3 separate regions of the Mus musculus genome follow, and regions 1 and 2 are each linked to region 3. The links are chromatin contacts, called in public HiChIP or PLAC-seq and promoter capture Hi-C maps. All regions are on one chromosome and are shown on one strand. The core of a region is the stretch at or near the end of the contact, and the rest is flanking DNA. Distances in the headings are between cores, read along the strand shown. Region 1 holds the start of Psmd9 (proteasome (prosome, macropain) 26S subunit, non-ATPase, 9). Region 2 holds the start of Kdm2b (lysine (K)-specific demethylase 2B). Region 3 holds the start of Ccdc62 (coiled-coil domain containing 62).

Evidence for each region. Promoter capture Hi-C pulls out the DNA fragments that hold promoters and counts their contacts. HiChIP or PLAC-seq counts read pairs in DNA pulled down with a chosen protein or histone mark.
Region 1: a contact with region 3 is called in a FOXA1 HiChIP or PLAC-seq map of pancreatic cancer cells. The contact joins the promoter of Psmd9 here to the promoter of Ccdc62 in region 3. A contact is called at or near these places in 3 of 39 promoter capture datasets (liver and pre-B cells) and 2 of 115 datasets of contacts at active chromatin or transcription factors (astrocytes and pancreatic cancer cells).
Region 2: a contact with region 3 is called in a promoter capture Hi-C map of liver, with 2.7 times the contacts expected there. The contact joins the promoter of Kdm2b here to the promoter of Ccdc62 in region 3. A contact is called at or near these places in 3 of 39 promoter capture datasets (hippocampal neurons, liver and pre-B cells) and 1 of 9 other capture datasets (pancreatic islet).

Annotation. Positions count from the first base shown.
Region 1 is chr5:123,225,279-123,230,302 of GRCm38.p6, forward strand. Psmd9 (proteasome (prosome, macropain) 26S subunit, non-ATPase, 9) reads left to right here and starts at 2,912. Exons shown (of 6, transcript NM_026000.2): 1 at 2,912-3,166. The coding sequence starts at 3,029.
Region 2 is chr5:122,985,958-122,990,643 of GRCm38.p6, forward strand. Kdm2b (lysine (K)-specific demethylase 2B) reads right to left here and starts at 3,142. Exons shown (of 23, transcript NM_001003953.2): 1 at 2,911-3,142; 2 at 1,705-1,849. The coding sequence starts at 2,943. It overlaps A930024E05Rik (RIKEN cDNA A930024E05 gene), which reads left to right and starts at 3,397. Exons shown (of 3, transcript NR_045820.1): 1 at 3,397-4,134.
Region 3 is chr5:123,928,445-123,933,465 of GRCm38.p6, forward strand. It overlaps Ccdc62 (coiled-coil domain containing 62), which reads left to right and starts at 2,245. Exons shown (of 13, transcript NM_001134767.1): 1 at 2,245-2,416. The coding sequence starts at 2,255. Denr (density-regulated protein) reads left to right here. Exons shown (of 8, transcript NM_026603.4): 8 at 1-388.

The DNA.
Region 1 (5,024 bases), core at 1,662-4,161, 700 kb before region 3:
CTCATTCCTTATTACTATTTTTTTTAAAAACATGCTTTTTTAAAAAACAAAATAAAGAGAAACCCTGTCTTGAAAAATCAAAACCAACCAACCAACCAACCAGAAAAACCCAAAGAACTTACTTTATACTTCCTGTGCATCAGTGTTTTGCCTGAGTGTGTGTCTGTGTGACGGTGTCAGAGGGTGGAGTTGCAGACAGTTGTGAGCCGCCATGCAGATGTTGAGAGTTGAACCTGGGAAGAGCAGTCAGTGCCCTTAACTGCTGAGCCATCTCTCCAGCCTCCTTATTACTATTTAAAAATTTTTATTTTTATCATATGTATGTGAGTTGGCTAGTTTTATGTCAACTTGATGCAACCTAGAGTTGTCTAAAGGAAGATGGAAACTCAATTGAAAAAATGCCTCCTTAAGTTCCACCTGTAGGGCATTGCCTTAATTAGTTATTGATGGGAGTGTGTTCTACCCATTTTGGGCTGGTGGTCCTGAGTTCTATAAGAAAATAGGCTGAGTAAGACACAAGGAGCAAGTCAGTAAGCAGCACACCTCCATTGGCTCCTGCCTCCAGGCTCCTGCACTGTTTGAATTCTTGTCCTGATTTCCTTAAATGATGAACAGTTATATAAGGAAACGTAAGCCAGATGAAGCTTTTCCTTCCTACATTGCTTTGGCCTTTGTACTGGCTGGTTTTGTGTCACCTTGACCCGGGCTGGATTTATCACCGAGAAAGGAGCTTCAGCTGGAGAAGTGCCGCCATGAGATCCAGCTGTAAGGCATTTTCTCAATTAGTGATCAAGGGGAAAGGCCCCTTGTGGGTGGTGCCAGCTCTGGGCTGGTAGTCTTAGTTCTATAAGAAAGCAAGCTGAGCAAGCCAGGGGAAGCAAGCCAGTAAAGAACATCCCTGCATGGCCTCTGCATCAGCTCCTGCTTCCTGACCTGCTTGAGGTCCAGTCCTGACTTTGGTGATGAACATTGTTGTGGAAGTGTAAGCTAAATAAACCCTTTCCTCCCCACTTTGCTTGTTGGTCATGATGTTTGCGCAGGAATAGAAACCTTGACTAACACAGCCATGCTATTTTATCACAGCAATAGAACCTTAACTAAGACAGTGTGCAAGTGTTTTGCCTGCATATACGTATGTGTCCTAAGTGCGTGCTGGATGGTTGTGGAGGTCAGGTGAGGGCATTGGAGACCCTGGAGCTAGAGTAACAGACAGTTGTAAGCTTCCATGTAAGTACTGGGAACCCAGGCCCTCTGCAAGAGCTTTAAGTATGTTCTTAACCTCTGAACCATCTCTCTACCCCACACCCCAGTTTCTATGTTTACCTACATTTATAGAGGCCTGACACAGTTTCATATTCTTTACCACTTCAGTCTTGTGGGGAATTCATGAGAGGAGACTGCTCAGATAGAGTTTTAATCTGATAGTCTTTATTAGTGAGCCAGTACAACACTAAGTGTTTGGGACCCCAGTGGAGCACTGAGCCTTTTTCAGGGTAAGCTTTTTGAGCACAAAAACCGGGTCCTGGGGTGATATACCTTAGTTCACAAGAGCAATTAGCCAGGAGCACAACCACTGAAGCCAAAAAGCAAGGTTCGTGCATGGAGAGACTTTCCCACAGCTGTGGACTTGGATGGCTTCCGGCTTTGTTTTAGTTTTGGCAGGTGGTGCTGTCTGTGTGCTGTGTTTTCCAGCCTGAGTGGTACTTTCTTTATGGAGTCGGTTGTACTAAGGTCTGGGGGCCTGTTACACCAGCACCTCGTGACAGAGGTGAAAGTCAATAAATACTTGGACACCCTTAAGAGACACGTTGCTAGGGTGTGTGTACTCTGATCAGGATCCAAAGGGAATAAATTAGTAAATAAAAATGAAAAAAAAGAGCGAGAGATATTACTGTTAGTGTCACACAATAAGGTCAGAGAGCAGAAGGTGAAATTATTTAAGGTCACATGGAATATATATAGTCGGTGTTAATGGTCCAACTTTGAACATAGGTTGTACCATGAGGATCCCCAGCCCGAAAGTGGCTGGGGATATAGCTGAGTTGGTAGAGTGTTCCTGATCCCCAATATTTCATAAACCATACCTGGTGGTACATGCCTGTAATCCCTGCCTGTGGAGGGAGCAGATGGAGTATCAGATGCTCAAAGGCACTGGGCACACTAGGTTATAAAGAAGGAAAAAAAAAAAGGTCTTGAAGTTTTGATGAGGATAGGTTGAGGGAGGTGCGAAATGGATAGAATGGGAGTGGGGGGTTAGAGGGTGTCTGTGATCATGACAATAAGAAATAGAATATTCTAAAAACTTGGGGAGAGCTTCAAGGTCGCCTTCATCTACACAATGAGTTAGAGGCCTGCCTGAGATGCAGTAAATCTTGTCTGGAAAAAGAAAAAGAAAAGAAACAGAAAACAAAAAACAAATCGCTTGAAAGCCTCTTTCAAACACTCAGGGGCTTCGTAGATGTTAAGAACTGAAGTGTCAAGGTTGGCAAGACTGGATCCTCTTACATTTATACAGCTGGTATCCAGTTTACTCAGCCTTCAGATGAGTGAATGAAAAAAAGTGTAAGCCAGATGTGGTGGCTTTAATCCCAGCACTTGGGAGCAGAGGCAGGAGGATTTCTGAGTTTGAGGCCAGCCTGGTCTACAGAGTGAGTTCCAGGACAGCCAGGGATACACAGAGAAACCCTGTCTTGAAAAACGGGGTGGGGTGGGGGGGTGGGGAAACGGACGGATGGAGGGACGGGGACAGAATGAAAAAGAAAGGAATGAACAAGAAAAGTGGAAATGAGTCAGGATAAAGTGGGAGTAAATACCTATGTCCTCTATGGGCCTATTTATCTCTACCGGGTCATCTGAAAACCACGTGGTCTATCTAGCCGGTGACCCCGCCCACTTCCAAGCTCCACCCTTCATCTGTTTCCGTACTTGCGCGTTGGCTGAGCTGTTTTGGCCCCGGGGAGGACCCGTAGCCTCAGCCTCGGCTGGCGTCCGTAGCCGGGAAACCCAGAACTCTAGCTTGAGGTCCGCGATGTCGGGTGAAGACGTTCCGCACCGGGCAGAGTCCTCCGAGGCCCGTGCGGCCGCGGTCAGCGACATCCAGGATCTGATGCGACGCAAGGAGGAGATCGAGGCGGAGATCAAGGCTAATTACGACGTCCTGGAGAGCGTGAGTGTGGCGGGGAGGCCTGCGGACGAGGCTCGGGGTCGCTGCCAAGCAGTGTCCTAGAGGGGGTCTTTGCTGCGTGCCACACGCCCCTTTAAGCATTTTTTCTTTACGTGGGATTAATTTTCATTTTCGGAAGCATTAACTTTGCATTTTAAAGTTTTTTGTTTGTTTGTTTTTAACGCAGCCCCTAAGCTGGCTTCGAACTCGTGATCCTCCTGCTTCATCTTTCTGAGTGCGGGAATCGCGGGCCTGTGCAACCATGATATAGGCCTTAGTGAAACTGCCTCGGTCGCAAGGATAGACTATTTGCTGAGGCATAGTGATAATCGCTACTGTCACTTTCTGTAGGTGACATTACCAGGTTTGGCCTCGCCACCCGCTTTTCTTTAGGACTTTATAAATGTCAACTGGGAGAATTAATTGGGCATCTTGTTAAAATGCACGTTGTAGCCAGGGGAGGCATCCCTATTTAAGCCCAGCGTTTAGAGAGTGGAGGCAGGGGGATCAGGACTTGAGGGTTATTCTTGCCTACATAGTAAGCTCGAGGCTGTCCTGGGTTATATTAGACCTTGTCTCAAAAAAAAACCAAAAAAAAAAAAAAAAAAAAAAAACAAAAAAGAAAAGTAAAAATGAAATGCAGACTCTAATTGGGATAGGGAAAAGACTCTGGATTTTAAGAAAACCCTCACCTCTGCTAATTGCTCTTTTAAGTGGAGCCAGATTAAGCACATTGTCTTTACTGTAAAAGGGGAAACAGGGCCAGAGTGGAGCCAATGCTTGCCCAGTTAGGAAGGGGGAATGGTTGGCTCTGTGATCTGTTTACCTCCTAAGCAGATATATTTTTCATAAAACCCCAAGTCAGTGTATAGAGGAAGGGGAGGCTAAATCACACTCATTGCTGGGCACAATGACATCTGGGTGATGGGTGCCAGATGACGGTGTCATATAGAGGTTCTACAGGCCAGGTAGGTGCTGACCATGTGCCTGAAAGGTACTATCTTGTATGTGTGCTGTGCCAGGAAACTGTCACAGCAGTATTGTTAACTTGTGTCCCTGAAGCTCAAAGGGGCGGAGTCAGGGGCTGGAGAGATGGCTCAGTGGTTTAAAGGCACTGGCCATCATAAGGACTGGAGTTGAGATCCAGAATTTACTACTGTGTAAGTTCACACGCCCGTGGAGACGTTTAAACAGACACAAATCTCTTTAAAGAAAAAAAAACACAAAAACCCGTGTGTGTGTGTGTGTGTGTGTGTGTGTGTACACATATATCTGTGTATGTATGGATACACATATATGTGTATATATGTATGTGTATATGTATGTATGTATATGTGTGTGTGTATACACATATATCTGTGTGTGTGTATGAAAGGAGAAGTCACTTGTTTAAAGTCACAGGCCTCCGGCTTGGTAAAGCTTAAAACAGATAAAAAGCAATTTTTTGTTTTGTTTTGTCTTGTTTTTCGAATGAGAGTTTCTTTTTGTAGCTCTGGCTGTCCTGAACTCAGAGATCCACCAGCCTCTGCCTCTCAAGTGCTAGGATTTAAGGCGTGCACTACCATCGGCTGGCAAAAAGCAATTTCTTAAACTGCAGTAACTTGCCTAACTCCAGTAGAATCAGACATCTCACGTATTGTCTTTTGGTATTGGCCTACCCTTTACTATTTAGCTGGGTGTGGTGTTGCATACCTGCAGCCCGAAGCAAGCAAAAGCATGGAGATTGCCACACGTTCAGGGCCAGTCTGTTTTACACAGTGAGCTCTAGGACTATATAGTGGAACAGCAAGACCCTGTCTGAACAAACCAGCGTTTGGGGAGGCTAGGAGTATAGCTCGGTTTGTCGGATGCATACCGCAGA
Region 2 (4,686 bases), core at 1,892-4,391, 940 kb before region 3:
AATCCTGGCCTGAGGATTCCTGACAAATCACTAGGAGGGAGCGTTTGCACATTGTTTTCCCATAGGCTTTGCCAGGCCCGGTAAAGTGGAGGAGGAAAAAGACAAGAATTAAAATCCCATTTGTACCGAGAAAATAGAAACGCAGCTGGGGCTGGTACCCTGCTTTTTGGGTGAAATTTCTTAGGGGGGAAAAAACTACCCCCCCTCCCTAACTTCACCAGAGCCCCAGGAGGCGGTGAACACAAAAGAGAAACTTCAAAAAATGCAAAGCCGGGGACAGTCTCCTCTAGGGCTAACTTCAGGCCTCAGCCGCTCAAGCAGAACCTGGAAGAGGGAGGCGCTTCCCCCTGCTGTCAGCCCACTGCGAGCACAGGGGTTTCCAAGGGGGATGGGGGGAAAACACAAAATGGAAAATGAGTAATTGAAAGGAAACTTTAAAAAAGTCCACACACAGCTGGGGCGTAGTGGCGTATGCCTTTAATCCCAGCACTCAGGAGGCAGAGGCAGGTGGATTTCTGAGTTCCAGGACAGCCTGGTTTACAAAGTGAGTTCCAGGACAGGGCTATACAGAGAAACCCTGCCTCGAAAAACAAAAACAAAAACAAAACAAAACAAAGTCCACACAACCTAGGAAGGCGTGGGTAAACCAGAGCTTCTCCCAAACGCCAATCCTACAGGCCAAAATAGGTTCTGGGTCCAGAGTCTACAAAAGACCCCCTCAGGAGGTTCTGGGTTCCTAAGGCCTCAAACAGGAGTCTCACCCAACATGTCTAAGAAAAAATCCTCAGCCACACTGTCAGTAGGAGAGCCAGGGAGAACCCCAAAGCCAGGAGGTCCCTCAAAAACCGAAGCGTGTCCACCTTCTGCTTCTAACACCGGAAAGGCCAGAGAACACAGAGCTCTCATGTCGGGCATGGAAAAAGACCCTGTCTCCTCAGAGGTGCCTAAATCTTCCATTCAAACTGCCAAGGAACTGGGATCTTAGCTCCAGGCCTGAGCAGGTAATTTATCACATATACAAACTAGCCTCCCCTAATTCGGACTGTCAAGGTTGTAGAAAGCGCTAGAGGCTTCAGGCTTGGGGAGGAGGGGGTAGTGGCAATAATGCCCTGAACAACCACTTAGTCCCTTCTCCAATCCAGCAGGGCAGGGCCCAGGAAGGGAGAAAGGCACTGCAGACCCAAGGCTCAGACTCAAAGCTCAAAGGGGCGTAACCCTAACAACCGAAGGCGCTGCCTAAACCCAATTCCAGTTCCTAACCCGCGGGGCCCAGGTGATAGGAGTTTGGGGGGCCTTCAAACCTAAGGCCGTCAAGCCAATGGTCCCAGGGATGTCTGGAAGGGCTCCTGCCAGACACTGCACCTCTGGCAGCACAGAGAGCGCAACTGGCTTGGGAGAGTGAAGATGCTGCGCTCACGCCCTCCCTGGGTCCCTCTTAGTCCAATAGTCCCTTGGCAGTGACCACCCTGGTACTAATGATGGGTACAGTTAGGGCCTAGGCCCACGCCAGGCCCAGCCCTCTTCCTGCCTGCCCTCCTCCCTTACCACCCCCACCCCCACCCCCGGTGCTCAGTCTCGTTTCGTCACCGGATCCCCTGGAATGGGGGACGCGGGCGCGAAATACGAACCCAGCCACAGGCAGCTCCCTCCCCACGTGCGCGCTGGCCCTCTGCAGAGTGAAGCCAGGAGAGGGGGGTGCCTCACCTTTGCCTTCCATAGCATGCACGAAGTCCCCCTGGTATAACTGGCTACGTAGCTTCTCCTCCAGGCTGAAGCCACGGACGCTGACAATTTCCTCCACGTCCGACAAGTCTTCGTTCTCGTCGTATCTCTGGCGGTCAATCGCACGCTGCGGGGACCCAACCAGAGAACCCCGGACATTACTGAGAGGACTTGGGGGGGTCTCCTCTCACCCTGGGCCCACCAAGAACAGGTGCAAGAGTCGCGCGCCCACTGCACCCCAGCATTGCAATCTGAGCAACTTTGCGCAAATGCCAAAGATGCTGGAAAGCAGAAAAAGGGGCTCACACCCCCAAGGCCCGACTGCCCTTAAACGAAGCAATCCCTTCTTGCATCTTTGGAAGCTATGGAAATGGTATTTGGGGGCTTTCCTCTGCCCCCACGCCAAGTGATGTGCTAAGCTTTGCCCACTCGACTGGGAGCCTGGTTATGTAACCCCTGAAGGGGGCTCCGGGTATGAGCTGGCGGGGCAGATGTAGGCCCCGAGAGAAGCCGCTGCAGCAACCGGCTCCGCGGTAACAGCAGCCCTGGCGGCCACGGCGGCCAACCCGGGAAGCCGGAACCCAGGGCCGGCGGCATTACTAAGGCTGGAGCTGCTCCCGAGCTACAGAAAAGCTGGAAAGCTGAAACGGAAGGGTTGAGACCCTAACGGCCCCCGCCGACCGACCGCTAGTGCAAGAAGAGGAGGGGAGGGGAGGAGGTTAAGAATGTGGGGGGAGAGAGGCAGCCAGCCCACCACAAAGCTTCTATCAGAGACCCCAAAACGCACCAGCAGCTGCCTCATCTCCCCACGAGCGCGCGCGCACACTCACTTCCTAAGGAGACTCCCCCACCACTCCCCGCATCCTTCTTCCTCCTCCCTCCGCCGCTCAGCACCGAGCCCCGCAGCCCCCCAGATCCCAGGCGAACCCCGAGCCCGCTCAGTCCCTTCCACGCCTTTCGGCGTTGCCTCCTCCCCACTTAAGTGTCTGAGACCCTGAGCCTCACAAGAGACTGGAGGAGTAAGCTGCTTGCTTCCTTTTGCATGCAATTTATTATTTTTTTCCGGTCCTCTTGCAAAATACAGAAAAGGAAAGAAAAGGCAGCAAGAAACAACCAAAAAAATAAATAGATAGATAAATCGATCATATACCAGATACAGATTTGGGGGAGAAAAAAAAAGCTACACACCAATCTTCTTCCAGAGTCTTTCTCTGCCTCCATTTTTTTAGGAGAGTTCACCAATTAATTGTCAACACTCCTGCCCCCTGCATTTTGGCGGAGGGGGAAAGGAGGGAAGACCAAAGAAAAGAAAGCAAAAAAATAAATAAATAGAGCAAGCCAGAGCCGATATCTACAAAGTTTTGCACCAACACTTAAGCAGATCCGTTTGCAAAGTCCTAGGAAACCATTTTCAGCAGTTGTGGGGGGGGAGGCGTCGACGTCATAATCCCCGGAACGTAAACATTGTTGCCGATCGCGCTCGGAGCTTGCGGCTAGGCTAGTTGGGGAAAGGGGGGGCTCGGGTTGGGGGTGTCGGGGACCGCAGCCGTAGGAGGTGTGGGGCCAGAAGGGAGCCTGGGACGCACCGGGCGCTGTTAGCGCCTTGGCATCGCTGTTTTGTTGTTGGGTCACGAGTGCGCCTCTGCACGCAGGCGCCGCCGCCGCCCGGGAGCTGACTTTTGGAGGGCTGAGTTGCAGGCGGCGGGCGCATCCCAGAGATGGCGGGGCAGGGAGGGAGGGAAAGAGAGGAGGGGGTGGGGAGGGAGGTGCAGATTTGCACGGATGGCCTCAGCGGGAGGCGCGGAAATGCTAGCCAAGCCTGCTGGCGTGAAAGCCCCCGGGGCCTGGCACCCCCCAAAACGACCCCCCACCTCTGCCCCTGCCCCCTCTTGCTTGGGTTACGCAGGGCTGTCCCTCTCTTCCTTCACCCACCTTTCCTCATTACCTATGCTGGCGACCTAAATTCAAAGTATTTTGTATGTGTGATTTCTTTTTCTGTTTTGCTTTTCTACTGCATGCCTGGGGGGAGGGGCCAGCCTGTCCAGACCCTTATCCATTTGCGAACCTGCCATATGGAGGAGGCATCTGAGGGGCTCAGAAAGAAATTACCTCAGCACTGTATCTGTACAGACTGCATAACTTTTAAACTCCCGGGGCTGAAATAATAATATGGAGACACACGCACAGGTACAGGAAATACAGCCAGTCCACAGCCTTTTCAGACTGCAGCTGACCGGAAGAAAGCCTTTGGTTCATTCATTCGGATAGCCTCGGTAGTACAGCCCTGAAATAGAAGTTGGGCTTTTAAAGAGAAAGGAAAAAAAGTCTCTACACTCGCTGAGAAGAGATAAATCGATACACAGGAGGGAATAGAGAATCGGATTCAGCGTCTCTAATGCAGGCAGGCAAAAGGTAAGCCTCTCTCGTGTGGCAGTTTAAGAGAAAAGTGGTGGTTGTTTGTGGCTTTCTGGGGTACAGCAACCTTGATTGATCCATATTGTTTCTCAGCGGAGAAGGGGGGCAGCCTTTGTGAATATTCCTGGAGTAGCAGATCCCCAATGTTCCTCCGTCTTTTAAGTAGTGCTTGTGACTGCTTCCAGAATTGACTGACCCTCAGTGGTCCTGGAATTCCTTTAAGTTGAGAGAAATGCTGGCCCTAAACTTTGTTTCCCTCCGGGCCTCTTCCTTTCTTGCAAGGGCCTAATGACAGCATCACAAGGATGTTCTGAGAGACCTCCCAGGTGACGCTAGCTTGGCGTACAAGCTAAAGCAGGTCATTTTGCACCCTGGAGAAACCCAGATTCAAGAAATTATGAGTTTAGGTGACTGCTGTTTTTATCTTGTCCCAATGTCAAGAGCACTGGTTCAGACAGATACGGGGAGGAAGTGGCCTTGCCACCTGAAATCAGCTGTGAACCACACATCGTCACCCTCCCTTACGTCAGAATTTCCTGCCTTATCGGT
Region 3 (5,021 bases), core at 995-3,494:
ATATGTAGCTGGGCAGAAGTGCTTACCTACCATGCTTGTAGCGTCACAAACACAAGTTGTTAAAGATTCCTTCAAGAATGTAGAGTCCACGAAATCATTATGTGAAAACATCCTTCCTTGAATGAAAGGATGCTTTTTTTGTTTGCTTTAAAGTCTTAGAATAAAATGTGTAATAAAGATGTGAAGTTAAGGGCTACAGAGATGGCTCAGAGGTTAAGAGCACTGACTGCTCTTCCAGAGGACCTGAGTTCAATTTCCAGCAACCACATGGTGGCTCACAACCATCTGTAATGAGATCTGGTGCCCTCTTCTGACATGCAGATATATATGCAGAACACTGTATATAATAAATAAATATTAAAAAAAAATAAGAGTGAAGTTAAAAATGAAATTCTTCGCTAACTGAATTTGGCTAAGTGGGGACATTTGGCAAATCAAGTGCACCAGTCATGGCTATCCAGTGTGTATTCTGGTGGTGGTTTCTTGGTGCTGTAAGAGTCCTGGTATAGGTACTACACCCTCGGTGTTCATGGAAGACAGGTCAGTGTCCACAGACTGTGCCCCCTTTGGGTACGATGCCAACAGAAGCTAGAAGAACCTGTAGGGGCCCCTGAAGCTGGAGTTAAAGGTGGCTGTGAGCTGCCTGCCCATTTGCATGCTGGGAATGGCACTTAGCACTGTTAACCACTGAGACCATCTCTCCAGACCTGAAACAGTTCTTGAAAAATGCATTTTCAACCCTTATCCTTATCATCAGCAGGTGTTACTGCTAGAAAGTAGTCTAAAATTGCCCTTATTGATAATGTGACTTTTTTCCTTTCACTTGAAATTTAACCTTCCCCCTAGTTTTAAAGGTTGATTTTAATTCTAATTGTCATAATCTTGTTTTGTTTTGGGTTTGGGTTGTCTTAGAGCTTGCTCTGTAGACCAGGCTGGCCTTGAACTAGGACCTCTGACTCCGGAGATTTAAGGATTTAAGGTGTGATCAACACCTGGCTAGTTTTTTAATCTTTTTGCTTTTTCATTTGCTACTTTTTAGTTTTTCGAGACAGGGTTTCTCTGTGTAGCCCTTGCTGTCCTGGAACTCACTCTGTAGATACCAGGCTGGCCTTGAACTCAGAAATCCGCCTGCCTCTGCTTTCTGAGTGCCGGGATTAAAGGTGTGCGCCACTCATTTGCTACATTTTTATTAGGTCTGTAGCATGTGGTAAAGAGTTTGCATCCTGATGGTGACAGAGATTCGATCCCTAGCACACATATAATTTTAAGTTCATTTATTTTGGTGTGAGTGTGTGTTGGTGTGCAGAGATAAAACAACTTTGAATTCTCTCCTTCCACTGTGGAATCCTAGGATAATTCTCAGGTGGTCAGGCCTGGGTGGAAATAGCTCTTAGGGTCCAGGGTTATTCTGCTTGCCCCCACCCCCTTCTGACTCCCTAACAACCATAAAACGAAAGGCCGAAATCCTAGAGCCTGGGAAGAGGATGGCTGGATAGCCCTTCTGGCATAAGTGGTGGACCTGCCTCAAAGGTGATGATGGAAGGCCTCTGGAGGGAGACTCTGGAAGTTGCACTGATGCGGGAATGCACAAACATGGAAATAATGAGACCCAGAATTCCCGTAGGTCTCCGTCGTTTCTCCGCGGGATCCAGCAGTATTATGGTAAATGTGGCTGGAGAGATGGCTCAGTGGTTAAGAGCACTCACTGCTCTTCTGAAGGTCCTGAGTTCAATTCCCAGCAACCACGTGGTGGCTCACAACCATCCGTAATGAGATCTGACGCCCTCTTCTGGGGCGTCTGGAGACAGCTACAGTGTACTTACATATAGTAAATATATTATATATATTAATGATATAATTACTAAAATATCTTTTTAAAAAATAATAACATGTCACGGTTCTCATCACTACTAAGAGCAGATCGATGATCGATTGACTGGCAGACCCTCTGTCTCCAATGATCTTGGTTCAGACCAGTGCTGAGAGCCCGGCCCGGTTCTTCAGACTAAACATCCACAGGGAGGGACCCAGGATCACTGGGACCTAGAAACGGCTTTTAATTCACTTCGTCTTTCCCGCTGCGACGCTCTGGGAACCTTAGAGGGGCCGAAGGCTTCCGGCGTGGGAATGAATATAGGTTCACGTTCTTGATCCGCGAGCGAGCACAGGCGCAAGTCTCGCGAGAGCATCACTCCTGCGCAACGTCCGAGTGCGGCCCGCCGGCTGGCCCGGCGGTTTGAGTGCGCATGCGCGCATGCGTAGCTCTGAGGGCGCGCCGTCCTGGGCTGTGGCTTTGCCCCCGCCGCTGCGGCCGTGCGCCTATGGCGTCTCGGAGGTGACCCGCTGCTGGCACCAACTCTCTCTGGGGGCGGGGGAGTCATCCATGAACCCTTCGGCGACCTTATACCGGCGCCAGGTGAGCGCCGCCGCCCCGGGACAGGGCGCCGAGAGGCCGGCCCTAGCTGGGACCCAGCGACGAGGCACGAGCACCGGAGCGCTGCTGTTGAACGTTGGCAGGGACATTGCCCTCCCTCGCTTATTTAACAGTAGCCTAGCGAGTGGACCGACTTCTTCCTTCCCATTGACAGTCTCGAAAGTGAATTTGCCCAAGGATTGCACTTAACGTATCAGTGTAGGGTGACACGAACACTTTTTGTATGATGGGTTTATTACCTGGTTACCTCCACTGAGCCCCGTCCCCCCCTCCCCCCGCTGCCACCCCTAATAGACTGGAATCCAGGTACTGTGACTTGGAATTCCAAGTTCTTTTGTGTGTGTATTTAGGTACTAGTAACTGAAAGTCATTATAAGTCTTTTTCAAAGTACTGTCCGAAATCATATACATGACTGCCCTATGAACTTGTCGTGCCCTCCACGCCCTGGGTAGACCATGCTGGCATCGCTCTGAACTCCCCCTGCCTCCTGAGTTCTGAGAATATCCGTGTGAGCCGTCATATCCCAACGTTAAATATCTTTAACTTGGGGGCTACGCTTAGCTTGGTGGTAGAGTTGTCTTGCACGCATGGGGCGAGTTCAGTCCCCACCTTTCCTACACAAAAACAGAACATAATTCTGTACCGTATGGTTTGGTTTGGTTTTTGGTTTTTCAAGACAGGGTTTCTCTGTATAGCCCTGGCTGTCCTGGAACTCACTCTGTAGACCAGGCTGGCCTCGAACTCAGAAATCCGACACCTGCCTCTGCCTCCCAAGTGCTGGGATTAAAGGCATGTGCCACCACGCCCGGCTGGCATCTGAGTTCTGTGAGTTCAAGGCCAGTTTGCAAAACTGACAGGGCTGCATAGCAAGGCCCTGTCTAACTGTAACTAATAATAATAATGATAGCTAATGCTGAGTGATTACTATACTCCAGGCACTTATGACGACTATAGGTCTGTAATTCCAGCTATTGTGGAGTCTGGAAATTTCAAGGACTCAGAGTGAGCCCCTGGGCAAGGCAATTTAGTGAGACTAAGTCTCAAAAGGTTATTTCCATAAAAGGCTGTGGAGGTTAGAGAGATGGTTTGATGGTTGGTTAAGAGAACCGTTTGCTCTTCCAAAAGACCTAGGTTTGATTCCCAGGGCCCCCCTATTGTTACTCATTAATGTCAGCAGTTCTGATAGCAACTTCCAACCTCCACAGGCACTGAGCCTGCAAGATACACAGATGAACACGCAGTAAAGCACTCATACACAGAAGTAACAATAATTAACAAATGCTGTAGATATTGCTCAGTGATAGGGCATTTGTCTAAGAGTACTGCCGTTACCCTTTTACGGGTAAAGACTGAGAGTGGGAGATGCCAGGTAACCTCATTAAGGTTATATAACCATGATGTGGCCAACTCCAGATTCAGGTTGATAGGACGTGACATACATTGGACTTTAAAACGGTTAGTCACAACCAGATGCTGGTGGTACACGTCTTTAATCCCAGCCCTTGGGAGACAAAGGCAGGCGGATGTCTTGAGTTCAAGGCCAGCCTGGTCAACAGAACAAGTTCTAGAGCAGCCAGGGCTCTACAGAGAAGTTCTTTCAAAAACACAACAACAACATAGTGATAATAATAACCAAGAAAGATTATAGGTAATTTTTGTCTTGTAAGCACCACCATGCCTGGCCTATTGTTTAAATTATGTGTGTGTATGTGTGTGTGGGTGTGTGTGTGTGGGGGGTGTATATGACATGTAATGTAGACGTAGCACATGCGTACATGCAGAAGTCTGAGCACAGCTTTGGGAAGCTGGTAACTTCTTTCCCTCCAACTGTTACCTGGGTTCCGGGCATTGACTCGTATTGCCAGGCTGTAAGGCAAGCACTTTTATATACTGAACCCTCCCACCCTTTCTTAAGATTTATTTTTTTCTTTTATATATGTGTGTGTGTGTTTTGCCTGTACGTTTGTCTGTACCCCATGTGTGTGCCTGGTGCTCAAGGAGGCCAAAAGAGCATCAGATCCCCTGGAACTAGAGTTTTGAGCTGCTATGTGGGGACTAAGAATCAAACCTATGTCCTCTGGATCCCCTTTGCCCTGTTTTTAATTATATATGTTGTGTATGACAAGCAACAATATTAAATTTCCAGGCTGGAGAGATGACTCAGAGGTTAAGAGTGCTGCTCTTCCAGAGGTCCTGAGTTCAATTCCCAGCAACCACATGGTGGCTCAGAACCATCTGTAATGAGATCTAGTGCCCTCTTCTGGCCTGCAGGCATACATGCAAGCAGAACTCTGTATACATAATTAATAAATAAATCTTGAAAAAAAATACTAAATTGCCCTTGATAGATTGAATGTATTTCAGTAATGTATGTGTTAATATTTAGAGTTTAGTTTGTTTGTTTGTTTATATTTTTTGTTGTTGCTGCTGCCACAGGGTCCAACTGTAATTCTGGCTGGCTCGGAACTTGATGTATAGACTAGACTGACCTTGAACTCATAGAGATCCACCTACCTCCAACCTCTGTAGTGCTGGGACTAAAGAGTTGTACCACCACATCTAGCTTAATTTTCTTATAGATTAAAA